Linked DNA regions of Mus musculus: all the other regions are linked to region 4. Evidence: chromatin contacts called from public ChIA-PET, Hi-C, HiChIP or PLAC-seq and promoter capture Hi-C data. All regions are on one chromosome and are shown on one strand. The core of a region is the stretch at or near the end of the contact, and the rest is flanking DNA. Distances in the headings are between cores, read along the strand shown. Region 1 holds the start of Smim5 (small integral membrane protein 5). Region 2 holds the start of Dnaic2 (dynein, axonemal, intermediate chain 2). Region 3 holds the start of Mrpl38 (mitochondrial ribosomal protein L38). Region 4 holds the start of Fdxr (ferredoxin reductase). Region 5 holds the start of Wbp2 (WW domain binding protein 2). Region 6 holds the start of Ttyh2 (tweety family member 2). Region 7 holds the start of Sap30bp (SAP30 binding protein).

The links. Promoter capture Hi-C pulls out the DNA fragments that hold promoters and counts their contacts. A called contact is a pair of places that touch in the nucleus more often than the background predicts. ChIA-PET counts read pairs in DNA pulled down with a chosen protein or histone mark. HiChIP or PLAC-seq counts read pairs in DNA pulled down with a chosen protein or histone mark.
Region 1: a FOXA1 HiChIP or PLAC-seq map of pancreatic cancer cells shows a contact between it and region 4. The contact joins the promoter of Smim5 here to the promoter of Fdxr in region 4. A contact is called at or near these places in 1 of 39 promoter capture datasets (pre-B cells) and 1 of 115 datasets of contacts at active chromatin or transcription factors (pancreatic cancer cells).
Region 2: a promoter capture Hi-C map of hippocampal neurons shows a contact between it and region 4, with 3 times the contacts expected there. The contact joins the promoter of Dnaic2 here to the promoter of Fdxr in region 4. A contact is called at or near these places in 4 of 39 promoter capture datasets (frontonasal cranial neural crest, hippocampal neurons, liver and 1 more) and 1 of 115 datasets of contacts at active chromatin or transcription factors (pancreatic cancer cells).
Region 3: an H3K27ac HiChIP or PLAC-seq map of regulatory T cells shows a contact between it and region 4, with 4 times the contacts expected there. The contact joins the promoter of Mrpl38 here to the promoter of Fdxr in region 4.
Region 5: an HNF4G HiChIP or PLAC-seq map of pancreatic cancer cells shows a contact between it and region 4. The contact joins the promoter of Wbp2 here to the promoter of Fdxr in region 4. A contact is called at or near these places in 1 of 39 promoter capture datasets (pre-B cells) and 1 of 115 datasets of contacts at active chromatin or transcription factors (pancreatic cancer cells).
Region 6: a contact with region 4 is called in a Hi-C map of the G1E-ER4 cell line, with 7 times the contacts expected there. The contact joins the promoter of Ttyh2 here to the promoter of Fdxr in region 4. A contact is called at or near these places in 5 of 484 Hi-C or Micro-C datasets (the G1E-ER4 cell line and embryonic stem cells) and 2 of 115 datasets of contacts at active chromatin or transcription factors (memory CD8 T cells and pancreatic cancer cells).
Region 7: an RNA polymerase II ChIA-PET map of memory CD8 T cells shows a contact between it and region 4, with 9 read pairs. The contact joins the promoter of Sap30bp here to the promoter of Fdxr in region 4. A contact is called at or near these places in 2 of 39 promoter capture datasets (frontonasal cranial neural crest and pre-B cells), 1 of 484 Hi-C or Micro-C datasets (CD4 T cells), 2 of 115 datasets of contacts at active chromatin or transcription factors (memory CD8 T cells and regulatory T cells) and 1 of 9 other capture datasets (liver).

The regions. Positions count from the first base shown.
Region 1 is chr11:115,898,171-115,901,849 of GRCm38.p6, forward strand. It overlaps Smim5 (small integral membrane protein 5), which reads left to right and starts at 1,969. Exons shown (of 3, transcript NM_183259.3): 1 at 1,969-2,172. The region is part of intron 7 of Recql5 (RecQ protein-like 5); the gene reads right to left.
Region 2 is chr11:114,726,003-114,729,329 of GRCm38.p6, forward strand. Dnaic2 (dynein, axonemal, intermediate chain 2) reads left to right here and starts at 1,417. Exons shown (of 13, transcript NM_001034878.3): 1 at 1,417-1,773.
Region 3 is chr11:116,136,971-116,140,144 of GRCm38.p6, forward strand. It overlaps Mrpl38 (mitochondrial ribosomal protein L38), which reads right to left and starts at 1,898. Exons shown (of 9, transcript NM_024177.3): 1 at 1,741-1,898; 2 at 1,472-1,651. The coding sequence starts at 1,807.
Region 4 is chr11:115,275,557-115,279,240 of GRCm38.p6, forward strand. It overlaps Fdxr (ferredoxin reductase), which reads right to left and starts at 1,413. Exons shown (of 12, transcript NM_007997.1): 1 at 1,253-1,413; 2 at 523-626. The coding sequence starts at 1,331. It overlaps Fads6 (fatty acid desaturase domain family, member 6), which reads right to left. Exons shown (of 6, transcript NM_178035.5): 6 at 3,071-3,684.
Region 5 is chr11:116,085,581-116,088,959 of GRCm38.p6, forward strand. It overlaps Wbp2 (WW domain binding protein 2), which reads right to left and starts at 1,415. Exons shown (of 8, transcript NM_016852.3): 1 at 1,287-1,415. The coding sequence starts at 1,345.
Region 6 is chr11:114,673,930-114,677,488 of GRCm38.p6, forward strand. It overlaps Ttyh2 (tweety family member 2), which reads left to right and starts at 1,539. Exons shown (of 14, transcript NM_053273.2): 1 at 1,539-1,743. The coding sequence starts at 1,615.
Region 7 is chr11:115,932,154-115,935,577 of GRCm38.p6, forward strand. It overlaps Sap30bp (SAP30 binding protein), which reads left to right and starts at 1,506. Exons shown (of 11, transcript NM_020483.3): 1 at 1,506-1,628; 2 at 3,213-3,322. The coding sequence starts at 1,523. It overlaps Recql5 (RecQ protein-like 5), which reads right to left and starts at 1,339. Exons shown (of 19, transcript NM_130454.2): 1 at 636-1,339. The coding sequence starts at 765.

The DNA.
Region 1 (3,679 bases), core at 719-3,218, 620 kb after region 4:
TTCATGGGTATCTTGATCTTCCCTGAGGGAATTAGGCTTCCCCTGGCGCCCACCATGAGCTTTTTGCCCTAGGCTGAAGGCTGTACCTAGCATAGCTCCTGGAACAGATGATTCTCAACCTGTGGGTCTCAAGCCTTCTGGTGCTTGAAAGACCGTTCATAGGGTTTACCTAAGACTATCCACCAAAAAACATATATTACAATTTATAACTAGCAAAATTCCAGTAATAAAGAAGGAACAAAAAGGATGTTATGGTTGGGGGTCGCCAGAGCATGAGGAAGGCTGAGAGTCACTGTGCTAGAGGCACACAATGCTGAGAGCGGCCATCATGCCTAGTCACTCGTGAGCCCACTCACCAGGGAGATCCAGCCTCACTAGAGCCTCACTAGAGCCTCCCTCTCAGCCTCTAACTCCAGATGTTCCCCTGCGGATAACCACTTCCTGCCCAAGCTGGTGGCAGGAAGCCCACCTGGTGCAGGAGGCCAGTCTCTTTTCGGATCCCCAGGCTGAGGCCCTGGGAGAGGCCACTGTTCTATCAGGGTCCTTACAGTCATCTCTAGTGCCAGAAATGTGGTACAGGGTTGGGAACCAGAAGAGACAGCGCGAGGCAGGGCAGTTTGAGTGCCCAGGCTTAAGATTAGCCGGCACTAACAGCTTTGGAACAGAGGGTTTTCTTAGTCTGAATACTGCTTGCGGATCTGACCCCACACAGCAGGCTACTGTAAGGAAAGCAAATTGCAATGCCACCTTCTAAAGAAGTAGGGTCCCTCCAGCAAAGTGAAGAACAGCCCTAAAACTGCATAGAAGTGGCAGGAAGACAGCTGAGACAGCCACTGGGGGGCGCTCTTGCAGCCAGCTCCCACTAACACTGAATATACACGACAAATGTTCCCTCTGCCTGTACAGTGGTGGCCTGTCCTGTCTCTGAGAAGCTTTGGCATCTAGGCACTGTGACCATATGGTTGTCTACACCCTGCCCCAAGCCCTGGCTCACTGGGGTTTTGTGCTCAGATTCAAAGGGCTCCATTGACTGCAGAGCTGAGGTCAGTCCTCCCCCTGCAGCCTGGTCTGCTGGTGGCAAGACCGACAAACGTTAATGGGCCAACAGAGCTGTCATGCAGACAGCTGAGCAGAACGAGACCAGCAGTGACCTTTCTCTTAGAAGGACCCAAGGCCCCTCACTAAAACAAGCAGGCTACTTTTCTTTCTTTCTTTTTCTTATTTACTTATTTTTTGTTTTTTTCGAGACAGGGTTTCTCTGTGTAGCCGTGGCTGTACTGGAACTCACTCTGTAGACCAGGCTAGCCTCGAACTCAGAAATTTACCTGCCTCTGCCTCCCAAGTGCTGGAATTAAAGGTGTGCACTACCATGGCCGGCGCAGACTACTTTTAGAGTATCTAGGATCCTCATCTTCCCCCCAGATGCCCCTGGGTAGATGGCAGAGTACCACACCAGAGGGCTGCTTGAAAGCTTGCTGACGTGCTTGGGTGATCCTGTAGCCCGGTTTTCTTTCTGGCAGAGGGCAGAGAGAGCAGCCAGAGTGTGGCCCAAGAGACAGACCAGGGTGGTCAGGGACACAAGCCAAAAAGGCCATCCAGAGGGTGCTGGGGCACCCAAGAGCGAGTCACTCCACCCTCTTCCTCTGGCAACCTCAGACGGAGCCCCCCGGGGTTATTTCCACAGGGAACCACAGCCAACCACTTCTGTCATTAGCCCAACCCCAGCCCTCCGCCTACAGCCTACAGCCTACAGCCTGGCTCAAAGGCAGGAGGAGGGCAGAACAGGAGGAAGAATAAGAGAGGGAGCCGTCTGGGGATCCAGAGAGCAGAGTGGACCTCTAGGCAGGGAAAGGCATAGGGCGTGAAGGGCAAGTCAAGCTCAGGGGAGGACTCCCTGGGCTCCTCCTCACAACTGTAATTTGACACCTAGATCTCCAGGACAACCAACAACAAAAAAGCTGAAGCGATGAGGCGCTGAAGCTGGACAGCAGCTGGCTGTCAGCAACCGGGAGCTAGCACCAGGAGGTGCCCGAGTGAGAAGCAGCCGCCTAGGCAGGAAAGTGGCAGCGCTGGTGAAGAAGTCAAAGGTGGTGGCCAAAGGACTTCCAGGAGGTACATAGAGGCTCTGTACTGGGACACCTCTTCGAGGCTCCCCACTATCTGAGCTCCCAGGTAAGAGACACTGGCTAGAGGTGACAGGATCGGGAAAGGAGGGCAGCCAGGGTCTCGTATCTCTGGCGAGGAGTCACAGCTTAGCATGAGCTCGGAGAGGAACGTCTTGGGGGATATATTAGGCCACTCTCCTATGGGAATTTAGTCACCTCCTCTGTGTGTATACCTGAGTGCTCTTCCCCTGGGACCTGGTACTAGAGAAGGGGGATGTACTGCTACTCGGTGTGTGGCACAGGGGCTGGGGGCTGCTGGACACATCCATTTAAACCTTTTCTATTCAGTGAGTTTAGGATATGGCCCCCAATCTTGCTGAGCCTCCATTTCCGAAAGGATTAGGGCTGAGCCCTCCCTGGTTCTCAAGAAGGCTCAGGACAAGGTGTGCCCAGCCTGCTGAATGGCCTCTGGCCCCAGGAGCTGGTAGAGCCAGCAGCAGAACTGCCTACTTGGATGCTGGACAAGAGCAGCAGCTTTCCTGTCTTTTGGAGTTCTGACCTGCTCACCGCTGTGTGCTTCCGGCTCAGGATCATCCTAGGGAGGAGTCTCTGCACCCACTTAGATTACCAGGACCCCTGATCCTCCTTTGGCAATGATCTCTGAAAACTGAGCCAGGGATATGCACCCTAATTCAAACCCCAAGTTTGGAAAGGAGTTTGTGACTACATGAATGAGTTTGGAAAAGACCCCAGAGTCTCTTCCACACTAACTACTGTAATGGTTGCCCCCAGACAGCTCTTCTCTTCAGTCCTTGTGCAGGGCAAGCACAACCTTCTTGGGCAGGGCCTCACGAGAGGAGGCTGCTAAGCCCTTCTGCCTCCTGTCCTCACACTGGGGTTCAAGTCCCCGTGAGACGTCCCTTCCAAAGCAAACACACTGTTATCCAGTAAGAAAGAAAAACATCATTCAGTTTTGGAAACCAAGGGGAGGGCCGAGAGTCTCTTTGGCTCAGCAGAGGGGGTGCACTCTGGTTTGTGTGGGACTGGGAAGCTAACTCCTGTGGTAATACTAACAAGTGTGCAACAGAGGGACTGCACTGCAGCTGAGCCACATCTGGGACACACAGGCTCCAGCAGTCCCTGAGCTCAGAGGGAGGCCCAGCTTCTATGGCTGCAGGAGAGGAGCTCGCTTAGTTTCTATTGGCCACCAGAGCAGGAAGTTCTCTCCATTGTCTAGAAAACTTGGGGACCAGGGCAGCAGAACCACCAAGGCTTCAAGCACCCACTTTTGACTCCAAACCGGAGCCCCAGCACTGATGGAGTTGCTCAAACACTCAACAGGCACAGTGGGCATCTCTGCCCTGCTGGTTAGGCTCTGACCTCTCAGGTCTCTCACATCTGTTGGTTATGTCTCATTCGAGATGCTCCTCAACGGACAAAAGGGGCTGAGAGCCCCCATGACTCTTATCAGGCACAGACACGCTGCTTGCCCTCATCCGTGTGGGGAGCTGGAGTTGGATGATCAAGTAGACAAGGAGGAAGTAGAGAAACTGTGGGACCAAGCTTCTGCTGTC
Region 2 (3,327 bases), core at 167-2,666, 550 kb before region 4:
AGAGACTGGGCCTGGTGTGAGCTTTTAAAGCCTCCAAGCCCACTCCCAGTGACATACCTTCTCCAACAAGGTTCTAATCTTTTCCAAAAAGCTTGTCCATCTGGGAACTAAGCATACAAATATATGAGCTATGAGGGTGATCTCATTCAAACCTCACAGGGGATGGCAGAGAGAGTGCCTTGCTAAAATCCCATGATAAATAAAGAACCAACCTCGGGTCCCAAATGCTCTTAAGGAACACCTCTGGGAAAGTATATACGGTTCTGTAGTTTTCTTTCTCTTTAAAAAATTATATTGTGGGCTGGAGAGATGGCTCAGAGGTTAAATACACTGACTGTGCTTCCAGAGGTCCTGAGGTCAATTCCCAGCAACCACATGGTGGCTCACAACCATCTGTAATGGAATCTTGGTACCCTCTTCTGGCATGCTGACAGAACACGGTACTAAATAAATAAATAAATCTTTTTTTAAAAATCATATTGTGTATGTGTGTGTTTGTGTGTGTCTTACATAGCACAAGTATGGAGGTCAGAGGACAACTTAGAGAATTCAGTTCTCTCCTTCACCATGTGTGTCTGGGGCTCAACCCTAGGTCATAGAAGTGGTAGCAAGCCCCTTTCTCTACTGAGCCATCTCACCAGTCCTAGATATAGGACTCTACCTCCCTTCTTTAATTCTTTTTAAATTATTGATGATGATGATGATTGTGGGTGTGCTACATGACACAGATCAGAGGACAACTTTGTGGAATCCATTTTTTCCCCCATTTTTATGTGGGTTCTAGGATGTGAACTCTGCTTGTCAGGCTTACCCAACAAAGTGCCTTGTACTCAGCCTGTCCATCAATCCCTCCCACATTTTCTCACTTCCTTGCCTCAAGCTCATGAGAAACACATCTCTCTTTGTGTCATTCATGTGTCCATCAGCTAGCTCATTCATTCATGCAATGAAACCATATTTACAACGTGCCAGCCGCATAGCTAAGCCATGCTTGCATGCATTGAGCCTGACCCTCAAGGAATTTCCATTCCAGAGATGAATTCAGAAGGGTGGTGGTGCAAGGGATACGTTAACAGAAGAGACCCGGACATTGTAGCAGTGACAAATCAGACATGATCCGAACTGACCCAGGTGCGGGGCTTCCCACGCTCTGGTCACTTTGATTGCGTTTTCGGGGGATACGGGAGTGGGGGAGGGACTTTGCTGGGTATAGACTGTAGACTTGGGTAGGCATTTTGGCAAAGCTTTGGTTAACTTTCCTCCACCTCTTCCGCAGACCTCCTCCAGAGAAGGAAGGAGAGAAGGGGGTGCTTCCGACTAGCGGGACCAGAGTCACGTGCTCCAGATCGCCTTCCGAACTGCCGGCGTCTCGGCCCGGCCAGGGTTGCTAGGCAACTGGTAAACTCCGCAGCTCCCAGCCGTTTAAGCTGCGCTGGAGCTGGGACTGGTCTTGGGCGCTTCTCCTGGGCTGTGTGGCAGGAGGTGAGCCAGGATAAGGGGCGGGCGTCCTAGAGGACGTCCAAGCCCGAAAGAAGACCTGGCAAAAAGAGGGAAAAGCTCTCGAGGGTAATAATCACCAACAGTGCAAGAAATCTCGGAGAACTGTCAGGTGCTGGAATCAGCTCATTCTGCTGCATTAATCCTCGCTGCCCTGAATATTCTTCAAGCTCCAGGACCTCCTCAGCCTCCAAGCACCTTGCCTTCTGCACTTCTCCACCAGGCCCTGACCCGGGCTGTGACCCGGAGTGGGCGGGACCTCTTTCTGGCTTTCAGGTGAATGGAACAAAATTTCAAGCCCAGGAAGGATGGGTTGTTAAGAAGAGAGCTTTCAGTTAAACGTAGGGAGGGGGATAGGGATAGGCCGGTAAACCCTGCACTCCTGTAAACTGATGCAGGAGGATTACCAAGAGTCAGAGAGCAACCTAGACTACTCAGTGCGCTCTAGGCCAGTGGACTCAGAGTGAGAGCCTGTCTCAAAGACTAAGAGAGGGGGCTGGAGGACTGTCTCAGCTGCTAAGAGTGAGTGCGCTCTTGCAAAGAACCGGGAGTTTGATTTCCAGCACCCACATCAGGTGACTCACAACCCCTGAAACTCCAACTCCAGGGGATTTGGCACTTCTGGCTTCCACCCCACCTGCACTTGTGTGCACTTACACACACACACACACACACACACACACACACACACACACACACACACACACGATTAAAAATAAAGTGAAATTAAGAAAAATAAAATGGAGGGCGTAAAATGGGAGATCACAAGAGTCTTGTGGACTGAGCACAGGTACTGTATGTAAATGCACCTTTTCTTTTGCCCCTCCATCTGGGAGTTGGCCTTTCATCTACATTTAGGGTCAGGAGACCATTTTCCTAACCTTGTCCAGAAGGTTCACAAAGACATTGGAAAGACACAGGAGCCCTTCCATCTGTATTCCTCACTCAAGCACGGCTCTACAATTCCAGGCACACAAGGGACAAAGGGTGACCCTCCTCCTGGCCCCCTTCCCATACTGACACCTCTGTTGCCTGCTATTTCCTGGCCCTTCCTCCCAGCTGTGTACCATGCTTTCCGCTCAACCACAAGGGGTTCTCTCTAGGAACGACTTTGCTCATTATCCTCGCCTGAGGCAAGTCTTGTTGTTTCTGTTGGGCTAGGGTGCAGGAAATGATCACATGTTTTGGTGTTTGGACCAGGGTATAGCGGTTCTTTGTGACCCTGGATTTGAGACTCAGTGGGGCTGGGTGTAGCTCAATGGTAGAGCACTGGCTGATATGTGTAAGGTTCTAAGAGTCCATATTTAGCTCTGTGTGTGTGTGTGTGTGTGTGTGTGTGTGTGTGTGTGTGTAAGAGGGAGGAGGAAGAGGAAGAGAAAGAGAGAGAGAGAGAGAGAGAGAGAGAGAGAGAGAGATTATGATACTGCATGCTTCTGGAAGGTTCCCACGGGGGCAATGTTCCCCTGAAACTCCCAAGCAACAATACTCCTGATGTCCCCTTGAAGACACCCTGCTCAGACCCTCTTTGGGGAAGCCTCACCCTGGAGCATTTGTCTTCCAAAAGAGGAGAAAGAGCACTCTGACACTCTTGGCTGACCTAGCCATTTATCTTTGCACCCTGTTAGCTTGTGAGAAAAGAGCCTGCTCTGGGGCTTTGAGTATGCTGTCTTCTTGTCACCAGGCTAGCCTTTAAATGTCCCCTCTGTCTGCCTCCAGACACAAGACAATGCCTCCGTTCTCCACGAGGGCTTGGCCTCGGGAAACACCAAGTAAGAAAGCAGAGCTGTTAGAATCGGAGCGGGACTGAGGAGGCTGGTGTTTTTCTTTCCG
Region 3 (3,174 bases), core at 648-3,147, 860 kb after region 4:
AAATACTGGCTCTGGTTGCCCCCAGGGAGAAGGGATTCTCAGGTAGACCCTAGACACAAGTGATGCTATGTAACCTTGCCCCCAAAGTTATCCCTGATTGGTGAATAACGATGCCTACAGCTGAGCAGAAGGGAGCTAGGTGGGATTTTGGTTCCCAGGCTGGGTGTCTGAGGTGGGGACTAAGAGGGAGGGAGAGAGAGAAAGTGGACACAGAAGATGCCATGGGGTTAGGGACCATGAAAACTGGCCATGAGGGCAGTCCAGCTGGAGGAAGTGTCATATCTCGGGGTTACTGGCAGAGAAGTAGACATAACAGTATTGAGTAGATATGTGCCCAGCTCTAGTGCTTTAAGGCTTTGTGACTTGTATCTAGGAGTTGAATGATCAAAGGTGAGTAGAAACCCCTGACTGAGATTAAATAATTATAACACTGGGCAGTGATGGCACACACTTTTAATCCCAGCACCCAGGATGCAGAGGTGGGCAGATCTCTGAGTTCAAGGGCAGCGTGGTCTGTATGAGTTCCAGGACAGGCAGGGCTACACAGAGAAACCCTGTCTTAAAACAACAACAAAGAAAGAAAGAAAGAAAAACAAGGAAAGAAAAACATGATTCAAAGGTGGTTATGAACACAACACACACCTAAGTCTTTTTTTTTGTTTTGTTTTTTTTTTTGTTTTTTCGAGACAGGGTTTCTCTGTTTAGCCCTGGCTGTCCTGAAATTCACTTTGTAGACCAGGCTGCACACTTAAGTCTTGGGTAGAGTTAGTAATAGTTTTAGGCAGATTTAAGGAGATGGGGCACCAGCTGGTGGCAAATGCTTTTAATTCCAAAACTTGGGAGGCAGAGAGAGGCAGGTGGATTTGTGGGTTGAGGCCAGCCTGGTCTATATAGTGAGGCCCTAATCTCTAGCCAGGCCTTGGTGGTTCCCAGCTGCACTCTCAGTTAACTGGGAGGCGGAACAAGGCAGTCCTCCATCATCCTCGTTACACAGTGAGTTCAAGGCCACCCTGGGCTAATAAGACCCTATCTCAAACAACAAAAACCAAAAAGCCAAATAATGCATCTTTTTGTTTTGTTTTCTTTTCCTTTTTTGTTAATTTTTTCTGTTTTTTGCTTTGTCTTCATTTTCTTTCGTTTTCAAACAATGCATCTTTACTACCCCATACTACCACCTCCATCCCCAAGACAGGGTTTTTCCGTGTGCTCTGACTGTCTTGAAACTCACGGTGTAGATTAGGCTAGCCCCTAAGTCAAGAGCTCCGTTTTCCTCTGCCTCCTAAACGCTGCGATTAAGTGCGTGGGCCTCCACCATCCGGCTGAGTCTCAGTTTTACAGACAGATTAAGCTATGCGTATATCACTTGGACGTTTGCTTAAATTCAGAACTACACGTCTGAGGGGCACGCAGGTCCTTCTCGTTCCGGGGGCCCACGGGGACCAAACTGGGGGAGAATACGTCGCTCCCGCACCTGTCTCCTTCACGAAATGCTCCCGGTAGGTCCGCCACCAGTGCGGGGCGCGCGCCTCCTGCTCCGCCCGGCGGCGGTACCGCTCGAAGCTCCGGTACTTCTCCAGCCGCTCCAGGTTGCTCACGTCGATGTCCTCGTTGGGCATGGGCCCGAGCGGGGGTGTCCGGCGGCTGAGGAAGGCTGCGGGCACAGACAGGGACGTCACGCAGGCTTAGGACCGCGACCGGAGCTACAGAGGCCCAAGAGCTCCACGACCTCACACCACTCACCCGAGGTGCTGAAGCCCCGGCATCTCCCAATTCCGAAAAACGCCGCACGCCACCAGGGCGCCGCCATCTTTCCCCCAGGTCGCCAAAGACGCCCGTAGGACCCAGACAGAGGTGGCCGGAGAGAAGCCTGCGCGTCCGGCGGGAGGCTCCGCCTCCATAGCCCCGCCCCGTGGGAGACCCCGCCCCCCGCCCCGCCCCGCCCCGCCCCGCGGTCTCAAGCTCCTGACGTAATGCTGAAAGTCCTGGGACCTTCCCATTGGCGCAAAGTCTAAGAGAGGTCTGATAGTGCGGGCCCGGAAGATGCCTGTTGGATCGCGCGGGGCTGAGAGCTGCCACTAGGAGGCAGCACAAAGGTACAGCTTCAAGAACAACTATGGGTTTTGACCCCAGGGATCTCACTCACCTTCCTCTGGCCCTGACACAGGGATTGATAGAGGAGGATTCTGGAGTCAGACTTGGGAATAAAACAGGTAATAATAGTGCTCGCTTCGCAGGATTTGCACCTTGGTGCATCTGTTCTCTCTTGATCATCTCCAATTCACAGTTCTAGTGCTCTCTACCGCTTTTTGACCCAGCCTCAGCCCTTCTGCCCTGGAACTCAAGTTTCCAGTATAGCAAAGCTCTACTCCTTCAGCTTCTCCCCAGATCACAAGGTGTCTGCTGTTGTTGTCTTCTCCTTCTGTGACCTGCCGGCCCCGAAGTGCTCTCTCAAGGAAGTCCTGACATCCCCAATCCAGGCCAATGACTGCTAGTTTTTTTGCTAACAGAAGTCTGACCCTTGAACTCACAGTGAAATGCAGTGAGGTCTCGATATCCAGCAGAAATGGCCACAGCTTAAATTCCACAGCACCCAGGCAGCTAAGCCTCTCACCATCACTTCTAATTCCTCCAATAGTGAGCAGCTGCTGTCTGACAAGTGTTGGAGTTCACAGGTCAGGACACCACAGCCTTGCCTTGAGGAGTTGATGGGTACTGAAGGGTTCTTGCTGAGTGTGAGGGGAACTGAACACTTGCAGGGTGTTCATATGGTCTCACTTGCTGTTTTATCCTTTTGTTTCTGAACCCTCTTATATGAGTCTCTCCAGCTCCTCTCTCTGCCCTTGTACTGCTGAAGAGTCATGGTGTCTCCACGAGTGGGTGGAGACTGCTCAGCTAGGTAGCCTGTTCTTCGTTCTGATTCTCCCTGTCTGGGAAGCTCTGAAGAGAGGATCTTGTTTGTATTTCAACTGTTTGAGAGACCTAACAAGGATTCACACATATCCAGCCTGGAAGCAATGGCTCTAACAATATTAATTTTAAATGAGCTAGGTTTTTGCTATATACCCCTGCCTACTTGGCAGTTATTTTGTAGCCTTGAACTCACGACAGTCATTTTTATTTTCTTGTATATTACATCCCAAACCCCAGTTTCCCCTCCCTCCTCTCCTGATTTCC
Region 4 (3,684 bases), core at 163-2,662:
CACTCCTAACCACGGAGCCTTCTCTGCAGTACCCCGCCCCCTTCCTCTTTTGCTTTAAGGTCTGAGACAGAGTTTCCAGTACATCTGGCAACCTTGAGGCCCTGTCTGGCAAGACTAATACTGAAAGCTTTGAGACCTTGGCCTTTGTGGAAGAGAATGGTCGTGGGGAGGGCGCAAAGCTGCAGACAAGATTGCCTTGAAATATAAAATGCTGGAGATAAAGAAGCGTAAAGATAAGGGGAGGCGAAAGCCATCCCATTAGACTGAAAAAGACTTCCCTACAAAGCAGAAGACAGCTGCCCATCTGTCCCCAACCACCATCCATGGAACAAATGCATGTCTCTCACAGCTGAGGACCTAGGGCGCCTCAGCTATACCTGTGGAATCAGTTAGAAAGAACACAGCTTACATTAGTCAAAAGCCCCTTCCTTGTCAGACAAACCAAAGGGCTGGAGCCTACCCCCAGAATTGGGACAAGAAATGAATGGTAAGAAGGGAGCCTGGAAGGAGTGCCTCGCTTACCTTTAACAAGTGTTGGGCTGTGTAGAAGCCAGCTGGGCCACTGCCGACCACACAGATCTGAGGGGTCTTCTCCTGTGTGGAGAACTTCTGGCAGAAGCCTGGGGCTAGGTAGAGCAGGGGACAGCAGGGTCAAACCAACACCCTCCTACCACCCCAAACCAATTCTGTCCAGTTGCACCTTGCCTTCACCCTCACCTGCATCTTCCTTTTTCCGTTCCTCAAAGCTTCACCATTTCATCTGAATGCCAGAGCTGTCTTTATCCAGAACCCCATGTCTCACCCATGAACAATAACAAATAATCTGCCCCAGACCCCCTTATCCCCCAAGCTGTCCTGCACAGCACTATCTTTCTTGAGAGGTTCCTTATGTGATCTCATGTCTTCATATGCCCATCACGTTTCTATTTTGCTTTTTTCTAGCCCTTCTTTCCCCCACAGAACTCTATTGCTCATCTCCTCACCTCGAATTTGCCTGTCACCTCCGTTCACCTCGTATCACACATAAAGACCTCATGGTCTATCCTTTTAGCCTTTACTGAGCTGTCTTACCCAGGACGCCTTACATCTCTTTGCACAGATCCTCCCCTCTCCATCACTCCCATTTCTCCCGCAAGAGCAGACACGTTCAGCTTTGCCCCTCTCCAGCCCCGCCTCAGCTCTGCTCGGACCCCCGCTCTTGATCACAGGCCTCCCCTCGCCCTGGTGCAGCCCCCAAGAGCCCTGCTCCTACTCGGAGTGCTCCTGGAGGGAGACGGCCGAAGCCCAGACCACGCGGACCAGCGCCACCAGTGCCAGCAGCGAGGAGCCATGGCTGAGAAGTGCAACCAGCAAGCGGAAGAGCTAGCAATGACTCTAGTGCTGAGCGCAGGTCCAGCAGCCCGCCGAGGACGCTCCTCTGGACCCGCCCATCACTGGAGCCCCGCCCCAAGCCTCGCCTCCCGCTTGCTTAGAAACATCAACTTGGAGACTTCACCAAGATTTCCGAAATAACCACGCCCCCAAAGAGAACCATGCCCCCATCTCGCCAAGGCCCCGCCCCCAGAACGTCCAATCCTCAAAAGCTTATCAAATTTCTCCGGTCTTCCTAGTACCTCCAGATGCCGGAAGTCTAGATTTGAAGAAACGCGAATCCCCTATGCTGTTTCAGTTGCTCTTGAAGAAGGGAGCCAATTGGAAAGGAGCTTACTTTATGTAAAGCTTGCCGCTCGCTGATGACGCAATGCCCCGTTGTCGTTGTTTGAGTGATTTTTGTATCAGCCAATCAGAAGGCCAGAGCCCGGAAGTCTCGTGTATCCGCTATTCTTGACTCCTCGATTTTTAAGTCTGGATGTTGAACTGATGTAGCCTCAAACAGCTACTTGTGCGTGTCAGAGAAGGACAAGTGTTAAACTCTCAAGAGCTTATTTCTAGTCACCCTCTTCCCACGATGGGGGAGGAAACACGCGAAGAAGTTCCCCCTCTGGCACTGAGACCAGAGCCCGACCTTCGACCCTGGTCCGACAGTACAGGGATCAGGGTGAGACCGTACCTTAGGGGGCACCCAAAAGCTCAGTAGTCAAGGTAAATCATTCATATTCCATGTTTTAAAAGAAAATTGATGCAAAGCCTAAAATCAATATCTTTTAAAAGTTTTTTCTAACATTTATATATTTTATTACATTATTTATGGGGGCCGGTGTACACTTGCCACAGCGTTCGCGTGGTGTGTGGTAGTCAGAGGACAGCTTATAGGAGTTGGTTCCCTCCTCTACGTGAATTCCTGGGTTTCAGACTCATTTAAGGCTGAGGGCAAGCAACTTTACCCTCCAGCCGACCCACACATGTTTTCTACACAAGAACAGGACCTGAAGAAGGGTGAATGCTTAATGTGCACATGATCCTGGTTTCGATTACACCACAAAAAATATAATTAAAATAAGGGCAGGACCCATTGTCACCTCTAACCAGACAAGCCCAGTGCTTCTCTGAGAGTCCTTCTCCTTCTTGGAAGACTAACCTGTCATCCTCACAACATCTGATTCTTGTTTATTCTTGTTGAAGATTGAACCCAGGGACTTACAAAATTGCTCTACGTTTTAACTGCCCCCTGCCTCGCCCCGCCCCGCCCCGCCCCTAGCTGAATCTTCTATTCCATAATTCAGGTACAAAGCTAGCCTGGGCTGTATACAGAGTGGCACCTGATCTCACAAAACAGTATGCCACTTGTTTTGTGAGAGGGAAATGGCAGTAGGAACGTGGTCATACCAATGGAAACTGGCTTGACTGACCTGACTGTAATCTGGAATTCTTGGGCCAGATGAACGGCTAGGTGACAGCTTGGTGAACTTCATGCTGAGTCAGTCCATTTCAACTTTCAGGCTGGTCTGCTGGAGCCTTGTGTAGGAGCTTAATAATCCAGAAGTTTCCCCTGTTTTGTATTTCATATTTTTTACACTATTTTAAGAATGTTTTTAGCCATGCTGCGGTGGCACTGGGGAGGCAGAGGAGGGCAGAACTGTGAGTTCGAAGCCAGCCTGGTCTACAGAGAGAAGACAAAAGAACAACAACAAAAATGAAGGTTATTTTTAGTTGAAGTTTGACATACAGAGAAGTGCATTCATTCCCACCATAGTTGATGGGTTATGAGACTGTAGGTGTAATAATGTGACCTACAACCAGACTGAGAACCAAAACTCAGTATCCCAGAATCCTCTGCTCAACTAATCACTCCCCACTTTGTTTGTTTGTTTTGTTTTTCAAGACAGTGTTTCTCTGTGTAACCCTGGCAGTCCTGGAACTCACTCTATAGACCAGGCCAGCCTTGAACTGGTAGAGATCTGCCTGCCTCTGCCTCCCTAGTGCTGGGATCAAAGGTGTGCACCACCATTGATTGGCTCCACCACTTTCTTATTGAGAGGTAAATATGATTCTCTAACATGTCATTGTGTTTTACGCCTGCCCCAGAAGACTAGTAGGTAAGATAAATGCTGCCCACAAGCCTATACATAAATTATTTACGTATGTAGCTTATGTATGTGAATATTTTGTCTGCATGTACATCTGCACACTAGAATTTGGTGTCAGACGGTTGTGAGCTGCTGTGTGTGTGCTGGGAATTGAACTCAGGACCTTTGCATACTCTTAACCACTGAGCCATCTCTCCAACAATAATTTATTTACACA
Region 5 (3,379 bases), core at 165-2,664, 810 kb after region 4:
GGGCTACAGGAATGAAACCATACCTCAAAAACCAGAGAGACTGGTAGAAGTGGGGACAGTCATTAGATGGCATCAGAGTACTTGGCTCAGCCAAAGAACTGGACAAAGTATACCAGAAAACAATGTAAGGTTTCTCAGATTACAAGATAAAAAGGTTTGAGTTCGTATGGTTCCATTCAGCTGTCTCCTCCTGTCCCAAATATCCTTTCTTGGTGCAATAAAAGAGGGGCAGCTCAGGTTAAAGAAGTGGTCACCAGGCACATGTGCTGGCCAGCCCCTTCCCAAGACCTACGCACACGAGGTCAGCAGAACCTGGCCTTGTCACTGCCACCTTCTCCTCTGAGTCAGCTTCCCAGGTGACAAGTCCCAAGATGGGTGCCTGTCTACACTGGGTGTGGGCTCTGACCTCCATCATGTCTCTCTTGGCTCTCAAGTTAATCCAAGCCCGGATAGTGCAAGTCAGGAGAGTCAGAATTCCAAGGAACAAGAAACAAGAGGAACAGAGAAGCCCAGCAGTTCAAGGAGGGGAGAGAAAAAAAGAATCTTAAAGTTGGGAGACCTTTGTTCGGGGAACTGACACAAGCCATTAAGAATTCAAGAGAACCAGGCAAGAGACAAGCCTTTATAAGGGTCACCGGGTTAAGTAGTTGACAGACATTTAGTTCCACCACCTCTAGGGCCTCAGCCTTTCTTTTGGAACTTGAGAAGTTCTGGAATATACGAGAAAACTGTACAGGAGTAGTTAAGCCTATTGACTTTGGGGCCAAGTTACCTTCCTTCAATTCCCCTTCTGTTACTCACAGCACAATGGTCTAAGTTATTTTAACCTCATTAGGCGTCACTTGCCCTACCTGTAAAATGTGTCTAATAGTTTCTGCGGCACAGGATTATGTATTACCTAAGGTAGAGCTGACGCAGCATAGTAAAGACGTAGTGAACGCCTAATAAATAGCAACTATGTTTTAAGACTTCGTTTGGGAAGGGGTTCAAGAAATCACCCGTGGGCCTCACTCGGCTTCCCAAACAAACCCTGACACCATTCTCTGGCCCCACCCCCACCCATCACCCCAGCTGATCAGCACTCCGGCCCTCCCCAACGACCCACCCACTCCCTCCAGCCCCGCCTCCGGCCGTTACCACCCCTTTCTCCCTCTTTCCTCCCCCCCCACGCCCCCCCCCCCACAGCGCTCCATCAATTTCCTTCTCCACCATATCCCACCGCCCACCACACACAGTGGCCGACACCCGCCCTTCAAGTCTCCAGGATCCTTCCGCCGTGTTTTCACCTCTCAGTGTTGTTGACGATCACTCCGCCGCCCTCTGAGTGATTCTTGTTGAGCGCCATAGTCTCTCCCACTGGGGTCCCGAGACTCGCAACGCTCTGCGCTTGCGCTGGTCTTTGGCCCGCCTCTAGTGGCGTCGTTCGTATTACAGTCAGCCAATCATAGTTCCTGCGCGCAGGCTGACCAACCACCTGATCTGGACTGTCACGTGGGGAGAGTTTACTCCCGCTCTCCCTCCCCCAAGTTGCACCTGCATCACAAACAAGCAGCCAACTACAATTCCCAGCAGGCAGTGGTCCGGCAACCGCGGCCTCGCCCTGCGTTTAGTGACGAGTGCATTCTGGAATTTGTAGTCTTTTTTTATATTATAGGCCAGGCTAGAGATTATATTTACAAGACTACTTAAACATTTGTACGCCTCTCTCATCCTAGCTTCCTCATGTTAAGCAAACTCAATCGAAGAAATGTAACTTAAATTTGATGATCTGGTGTATGGTACATTTAAACATTACGTAACCAGCCGTCTTCATTTCCGCAACTGTCATGAGTAGTTCGCGCTTACATTTGGGTATTCATTGCAAACTTACAGAGCAGTGCGAGATGCAGTCCCTTCTACAGTGGACTGGCAAAGCCCGAAAAAAATAAAATACGCCACTTTAATCGACCCAGATCCAGATCCCGGACCCAGAGTCGGACTGTGAACTTCTGGGGACTGAGCGGTCCGCTCCCCACCCTCTTCCCCGCCCAGCACCTGCCGCCTGCCGCCTCGCGATGGCGCTGCTTCCTGCTCTGATCTAGCGGATCCCGCTGCAGAAGTTAAACAGCAGGGTTTAAACAGGACCTAGAATAATTGAGTGGACTGACAAAGCACATGACCAACCGCCAGGTAGGACTTTGAAAATACCACTGACTCGTTTCTGCTAGTGGGTGTCTCCCCACTGCGCTGTAGTGAATCTAAACTCCACCTCTGAGTTGTATCTTTCGCAGGGCTGTCGAGGGTTGGGAGAACTCTTCAGTTTCTGGGTGGCATCTTAGCGTACCTACCCTTAACCTTAAGACACCAGTGTTTGGTTTGAAGCAGACAGCATGGTGCCCTACATCCTGGAACATTGCCACAGATTTGAGGCCAGTTTGGGCTGCATAATGATTTCCAGACCAGCCTCAGCTGCAGAGTAAAACAGTTCTGGGAAATGGCAGGTACATTATTAACTCACAGTGCAAGAGACCCTTCTGTTCGCTTTGGGGTTGTTTGTCTGTTTGTTTGTTTGTTTGTTTGTTTGTTTGTTTTTCTAGGTGCACACTAATAAAAGTCAAATGGCTACAGATTTTTGTTTGTTTGGTTTTTGAGAAAGAGTCCTGAGATTACAGGTGTGTACCACCGAGCCTGGGTTTACAAAGTTATGATGATCAGTTGAGTCCAGTATTCATGCACATCACGAAAAGCACTGTTCTAAGCTGGACTATGTCCCTAGCCAGCCCAGCAGTTTTTAAAGAGCATAGTCCAAGATGGGTATTAGTAATGACGCAATCAGGGATCAGAGGTGAGAGGACGGCTGGGGGTTTGAGCCCTGGCTCCTTGTTTGTGTATTCAATTCCAAACCGTCCAGCGACTCTGTCCCACAAAGATAAAACAGCAACAAATCCAGTAAAAGAAAATCCATAGCCACATCTGGTGGCACACGCCTTTAGTCCCAGCACCCGAATCAGGTGTTCACAATGGACAATGGTCTGTAACTCCACTCCAGGCAGTCTGGTATCTTGTTCTGGCTTCTTTGGGTACCTACATTCACACACACACACACACACACACACACACACACACACACACACACACATACACACGCAAATAAGAAGAAGAAGAGAAAAAGAGGGAAATCCTTTCCCGGAACCTGAGGATCTTTCCTGACACTCAGAGTGTTGCTAACAGGACGGGTGCAGAGTTCATCTCAGGACCCGAGTCTCTGAGAGGGAACACGTTTCTAGGCTCTGATAACACCTCTCGGTGGTTGAGACTCACTGAAGTCACTGGTTTTTTTCCTCTTAACCTGATTGTTATGTTGGGCAGACAACTTACGAACAGCCTTGTTTGGGCCAGT
Region 6 (3,559 bases), core at 289-2,788, 600 kb before region 4:
GACTGGGTGTAGGCCTATAAGTCTTAGCTGTACAGGGATGTGGGCTTTTCAAGTCCACAGAACATTTCCATCAACTCAGAAGCCGCTCCCCGACCCTGGCCACTGGGAAGCAGCCACAGCCCAGCCCGGCCCTTGCACTGCAGATCTTGGGGTTTCCTGACTGGATTCCCTTTCTCCCCTGCCCATTAGTCCCTCACCCCACAAGATTTCTACCCACCATGGAATCCTCTGGAGACATCAGCCTAACTGTTCCCTGTGGAGGCACCCCCCAAGCTAGCCACCCTCATGCCAGCTCAGGACAAAAGCACTGGACGTGTTTATAATCACCGAGGTTTAGAGCCTCCCCTCCCTACTAAACACGTGGAAAGACAGGAAACTGGAAAGAGACTTTGCTCATCACTAGGTGTCCTAGGCTCGGGAGGATTCCTAGACAATCCTGGACTAGCGAGACATCTGTGAGAACAAGGTGGGTTAGGGGGTTGATGGTGCCTCGGCTGTCCGGGGCAGATGTAGCAGCCAGGCTCTAGCAACTATAGAACAGAGCTGACTGTGAGAAGTCCTAGCGGCCAGGGAGCAGGGAAGCACTCCTAGCAAGGTTCTTTGATAGAGCAAGAGTGCCTGTTTTAGGGGCACCACAGCACCTAGTTAGAAATTCTCCCTGCCCTCTCTGGGGTCTCCTTTCCTTCCTCTGCCTGCAGCACTAAGCATCCTCCCTCCAGCTGGCTCCCCAGCGCTGTGCCCAACCAAGCCTGGCCCTGACTTGGCTCTCGAGTTTGCCACCTAACGTGTTGACTGGTACCTGCCCACCACCTACCTCCTGCTTAAGACCCTTGTGCAAGCCGGGCGGTGGTGGCGCACGCCTTTAATCCCAGCACTTGGGAGGCAGAGACAGGCGGATTTCTGAGTTCGAGGCCAGCCTGGTCTACAAAGTGAGTTCCAGGACAGCCAGGACTACAGAGAAACCCTGTCTCGAAAAACCAAAAAAAAAAAAAAAAAAAAAAAAAAAAAAAAGACCCTTGTGCTCCCAGCTTCAAGGCCAGGCTGCTCTACATAATGAGTTCCAGGACAGAAAGCATAGTGAGGCCCAGTCTGGGGAATAATTAATAATAATAATAGTAATAGTAGAATGAATTAGGGACTAGCCCAGCCTCCTAGGTAATGATTACTAATTATCCACTGGCTCTTTAGTCTTTTTTTCAAAATCTTGCCTTTTTTTTAAGATCAGGTCTCACATAGCCCAGGCTGGCCTCCAACTCATAACAGACCTGAGGAAGACCTTTGAATTCTTGATCCTTCTGCCTTACCATCCTAAGGCACGCACCATCAAACCTGGGCCACTATTCTGATGTTGATAGCAAGGATCAGGGCATGTTTTTGAGCCCAATTTCTGGAGTGGGTGTGTGTGTCCAGGAATTGGCTCAAGAGGAGGGGTGGGGCAGGGCCCGAGGTGGGGGCGGGACCTGAGCAGAGCCTCGTGCATGGTGGGGCGTGTCCTCGCCTAGGGCTGGATATGGGGCGGGGTTTAGGCGAGGCGGGGCCGGGTCGCTTCCGAGCCGGGTAGTGGTGGTAGCGGCGTTGGCAGGGGCAGTGGACCCGCTGCAGCTTGTGCAAGCCATGCCGGCGGCGCGAGTGGAGTACATCGCGCCCTGGTGGGTCGTGTGGCTGCACAGCGTTCCGCACCTCGGCCTGCGCCTGCAGCGAGTAGACAGCACCTTCAGCCCCGGCGACGAAACTTACCAGGAGGTAAGCCCATGAGCCGAGCCACGGAGAGGGACCCTTAGAGTGAGAGCCAGAGCCGGCCTGCGCTCGCCCAGGTCCCACTCCTTTCTCTCTTGCCTCGGCATCCCGCGCTCTCCGCGCTTCTCAGACCCCCTTGGTCCCCATTTGGGCCCTCTCAGCTCTCCCGGGTTCCTTGGCCGGGACGCTCGACCTAGCTGGAAATCTCGGAGTTGGTAAAGCTGGAAACACTGGGGAAGAAGAGGAAGGACGCGGAGGCTGCGCTCGGGTGGCGGGGGCTGAGCCTTCCAAAGACTTACAGTGGGGGTGGGGCATCTGAATCGGCGTGACTGGCGGCCGAGGTGTGTGGGTGCTTAGAGGTGCTGCAAAGTTCCCCTTCTGAGACTCCCGACACCAGACGATTTCTCTCCCGGCCCTGATGGCCTGAGAAAAAGTTTAGGCAGAAACCGACTTGAGTCTCCGGAGTCCTTTGCGCTCCTTTCCCCAGCCCCAGCCCCAGCCTGAAGGGTAGCAGCCACTGCCAATACCTCTGCCTTGGCTTCTTCACAAAGGCTGCGGGGCTGAAAGAAGCGGCGTGGGTGACTAATCTCTTGGATGCCAAAACCCCACAGCTGTTGGAGTCCAGGATGGAAGGTGGCTTCAGATCCACCCCGTCTCGCACCACGTCCAGCATCTACCCCGTCTGTTCTGGTGTTCCTTCCCTATAAACTTCTAGGCTCTGAAATTCTGAGGTCTTGGTTCCCGGGCCAGCTACCCTCCTTATCTTTATACTTCTTAACTGTCCCTGATGAAGGGGGACGTTCCCTTGCGGGTTTGGAGGTCAGGTCCAGGCTTCTGACCTCCTTTCCAGACCCTGCAACGGTCTCTCAGCAGATCTCAGCCGCGGTTAAACCCACGGCGGCCTCTGCGGCCCGGCTGAGTCAGTTCCCTCTGCTGGGTCAAAGATTCAGGGGCTGAGGCGACTTGGGAGGAGGCCCATTATTAGTTCAGAGCACTGTGCTCATGTTGGACTTTGACCTGCAGTGGTTGGCACGGTGTCCTAATCTCCATAGTGGGGCATCTGGCTGAGCAGGGCTTCTCTAGACTGCCCAGGAGTGGCTTCTTGTCCTCCCAGATTGTCCTCGTTCTGAGGCCAGGGGCTCCCGAACCGTGTGCTGTGCTCTGCCCAAGAAGAGCCAGTACCCCAGAGTCTAATTATAACTTTCAATGGCTCTACTACTTGCGGGCTTGGGCTGTTGGTTTCTGTTCTTCTGGGAGGATGGGACCCCCTTTGTGCTACTGGAGGCACTGTCAGCCCTAGGCACTGCAGCCGCCCCCGCCCCCCCCCACCCCCGACCCCCCTCGCCCCCCCAGTCTTGTCTGGCCCTGGAAGGAAGACTTGTTCCCTGAGGCCTGGTGGCTACTGGCAAAGCACCAGGGAGTCTTCCTTCAGCTAATGCTTAAAAGGGGACGGATATGGTTTCCGAACAGCTGTGTTGGGGGTGTGGAGAGAGCCCTGGGTCCCAACCATATTTTCTCCTCTCTCCTGGAAGAAATCTAGCCCCTCAGCTGGGTCAAGGGACCTCTGGCTTGGAAGGGGTTGACTCGGGCTCTCCCTCACCCCCACAGCCTGAGCCTGACCCCACCCACCCCAGTCTAGGGATAGGCAGGTGTGTGGTGCTGGTGAGTCCCACTCATGGTCCTTGCTCCCAGGGTCCTGACCCCCAAACCTTTTGCTCCAGTTCTTTCCCAGGACAACTGCGCCTGCCCCGCCCCTGCCCCCATCCTAGTTCAGCTAGTAATAGCAAAGCCCTGGGAGATGAATGTGGTGGGTCTTAATGGC
Region 7 (3,424 bases), core at 256-2,755, 660 kb after region 4:
GGAAGCAGAGTACTGGTTACACCGGGGTAGATATGCAAGGCTAATCATTCAGTCCTCTGTTAATAAGTCTGTTGGTGGCACTGCTGCTCCCATCTGGACAAGCTATCTCCAGCTTACAGTGTTATTAGTCTCTCCTTTTCTACCTGGAACTCAAGCTACTCGCTCTTCAAGGAAATGATTACCTAGGTCACTGACAAGATTAAGCACTACTGCCACTTTTGCTACTACTTGCACAGGGACAAGAATGGGAATCTAGGAACAGAAGTCAAAGACAGACTGTCAGTCTGGCTATGAAAAAACCAGAAGTGTGAGTGGTTCTGTCCAAAATTTGTAGGTTATGATAGCCCACACCTGTAATACCAGTACTTAATAATCCAGAGGCAGAAGGACCGGCTCAAATTTGAGGCCAACTTGATGTATATAGAGAATTCCAGGCCGGCCAGGGCTACATAGACCATCAATAAACAAATAGATTCCCAGCAAATACCCACTAGCTTTGGTCACGAAAGAATTCCAAACCAGTGGTTTTCAAAGATTTCCAAAGGGTGAGGAGGTAGGAAGTTAAGAGGGTGTTGTGCCACAGAGCTACTACGGTACCGCCAGCAGTCTGCAAAACAGGTAGCTTGGTATGTTACCTTTCACTACAGCCATGGTCGCACTCTCTTGTAAAGGTGTTTTAAAAGAATCAAACCCAAAGACTTTCTTCAGGGTGCTCCGGACTCGCCGCTCCCGGTCGAAGGGAGTGGAGAAAGGACGGGCGCTCATCTTTGCAAAAAGCAGCAGCCAAAAGGTTAACGCAAAGGTGGGCAAAGGCAATCCCGAAAAAACCCTCTGCTCCACGTTAAAATATAGCCTATGTTTCTCCTGCCGAGTAAGCTGCTATGTTACACTTAAATATCTCATTCCCCAGCAGTAAAAGTGAAGGCTGAATTGCTTCACGCAATACATTCCTGAGGGATTAACATTACTTCTCCCTTTAATAAAAATAAAAACAATGAACTTTCCAGGTCAGGTGGACAGAGCTACAAATCGGACCACAACAAAGCCCACAAACGTCTTCAAAGTCGACCAGAGAACTTGGAATCCTTTTTCTAGGGTCCTTGTTCTAGAAGCGAAGCCATAGATACCATTCATCAAGGACGCCGACCCCCCGTTCCTCCTCTGAGCCCCCAAGTCAACAGCTCTCGCCCTTTGCCAGACAAATGCTCTCCAAGATGTCAGACCCCAGGCTCTTTTCGGTTGGCTCTGCAGCTTTCCAAAGAACACTACTCCCTAACTCGAACTCAGAAGCCAAACCGCCCGAGAAGTCAGCGAAGTAGAAGCCGCAAGACCTTACTTCCGTCCCGTGCTGATGACGTTTCCAAGAGCTGAGCATGGGGGCGGAGCCATGCCCAGACACAGCCCTTTTGATTGGTTGTCATTCGGGCGCGGAGTCTCCTGGGATCCGGAAGAAGTTGGTTTTCTCGCCCCTAAATTGGCTTATGAGTCATAGGCCTGAGCCACACCGCGCTGTGGGAGTAAGATGGCGGGGAAGAAAAATGTTTTGTCGTCTCTTGCAATTTATGCGGAATATTCAGACCCTGAATCTGATGGCGAAACTGGAGTCGACGCTGTAGGCGGAGCGACTGGTGAGACTTGAGCTGGAAAGGGGAGGGTCTGTTATGGTTACCAAATGCTACCTCTCTAGCGGGGCATGGGGAGAAGATGCTCTTTGTGCTCCAGGTATCGGGTCTTGGAACCCCAAAGCGCAGTGGATGTCCTAGGTCAGACAGAGCATTAGAACCTCTACTACAGTACGAGTGATCTCTCTTTCTGCGATCCTCTACGCAAGGCGTCATGCTGGCCAGAGGGTGGACCAAGGGGGGTACGCATCTGTCGAGACATCACTGTCTCGTTGTTTGATGGGGAAGAGAGGAGTGAAATGTACCTGGAGGATAGTAAAACTTGTGTTTCGTTAAGTTGGTAACTTTTAAGGAATCGTTTCTAAGTCTGCCCTAGAGTTTTTAAAAATGCATCTCTCCTAAGTGCATAATTCTGGGCTTTTTCATAGAATATGCTAGACAAGCCTTTTAAGGCGGTAGGGTGATTCTGTTGTTTGGTGAGTTTTAAAAGCCTATCGGTTGCCCTCAGACTGCGAAGCATAGAGGGAACAGATTTCTTGAAGGAAGCAAATTACCTGATATACCAGAGCTTTGGGTCTTCTTATCTGCAAAGTAGGGGCAAAACAATGAGGAAGACAGTCTTGTGCATAGAAGGCGTTTTTGAGGTTGCACATGAAACAAGATAGAGATGTGTGTGGTATGTCAAAACAGGAGTTTAAACGACCTGTTGGGCTGGTTCAAAGAGGAGAAGACTTTAACTGCCCTAATAGGCCAACAGCATGTAATAGTTCCCCAACCTTTGGAACTGCTGGGAACCAAACCCAGGGCCTTACACTCTTAGGAAAGCATCCCACTACTTTGTTACTTCCCCAGCCTGTCCTGAAAATATTAGAACATGAATTTAATGCTTGATTTTCTTTTCATATACATCTGTACATATGGAGTGGGCCTTGCATGTGAGTTCTGCCCATGGTGGACAGAGAGAGGCATCAGCTCTTCTGAAACTGGCATTTGTGAGCTGCCTGATGTGGGTACTGGAAACTGAACTGTCAAACTTACAGAGATCTGCCTGGCCCTGTCTCCAGAGAGCTTGAATTAAAAGCATGGGACACCAAACCCTGTACATTATGCACTCGTATAAGAGTCATCTTCCAATACCCCTGTTTTTGTTTGTTTTGAGACAGGATCTCCCTCTAGTCCTGACTGTCCTGGAACTCAGGCTGATCTAGAACTCAGAGATCCTCCTGCCTCTGCCTCCCAAGTGCTCGGTTCAAAGGTGTGCACCGCCATTCCTGGCACAACCCCTGGTCTTTTCTTTTTCTTTCTTTCCTTTTTTTTTCTTCCTCCCCCCCAACCTCCAGGCTGAGGACAGAACCCAGAGCTCTACCACTGAGCTAAATTCCCAACCCCAACCCCTGGTATTAAATTGTTCTTCCTAAGTACAAATTCAATCTGGGCCTATAGCCACTTACTTGAGACTTAGGTTCCCTTTTTATCTTCAGAAATAATCTTGGCCATTCAATTTTCAGAAACATTTTTACATTTCTCCCCTCTCCCCCTCTCTCTCCTTCTCCCTCTCTCTCCCCCTCTCCCCTCTCTCTCCTCTTTCAGAGGAGAAAGGTGGTTTGGTATCTGACGCCTATGGAGAAGATGACTTCTCTCGCCCAGGGGGTGATGAGGATGGTTATGAAGAAGAGGAGGACGAGAACAGTAAGCAGTCGGTGGGTAAATCTTCCAGACCCAGAGCTCTTGAAACACTCTTCCATTCCATGGTCAACTCTGTCCCTTTTCCCTTTTGGTTTGGAATCAGTTGGTACCCGTTG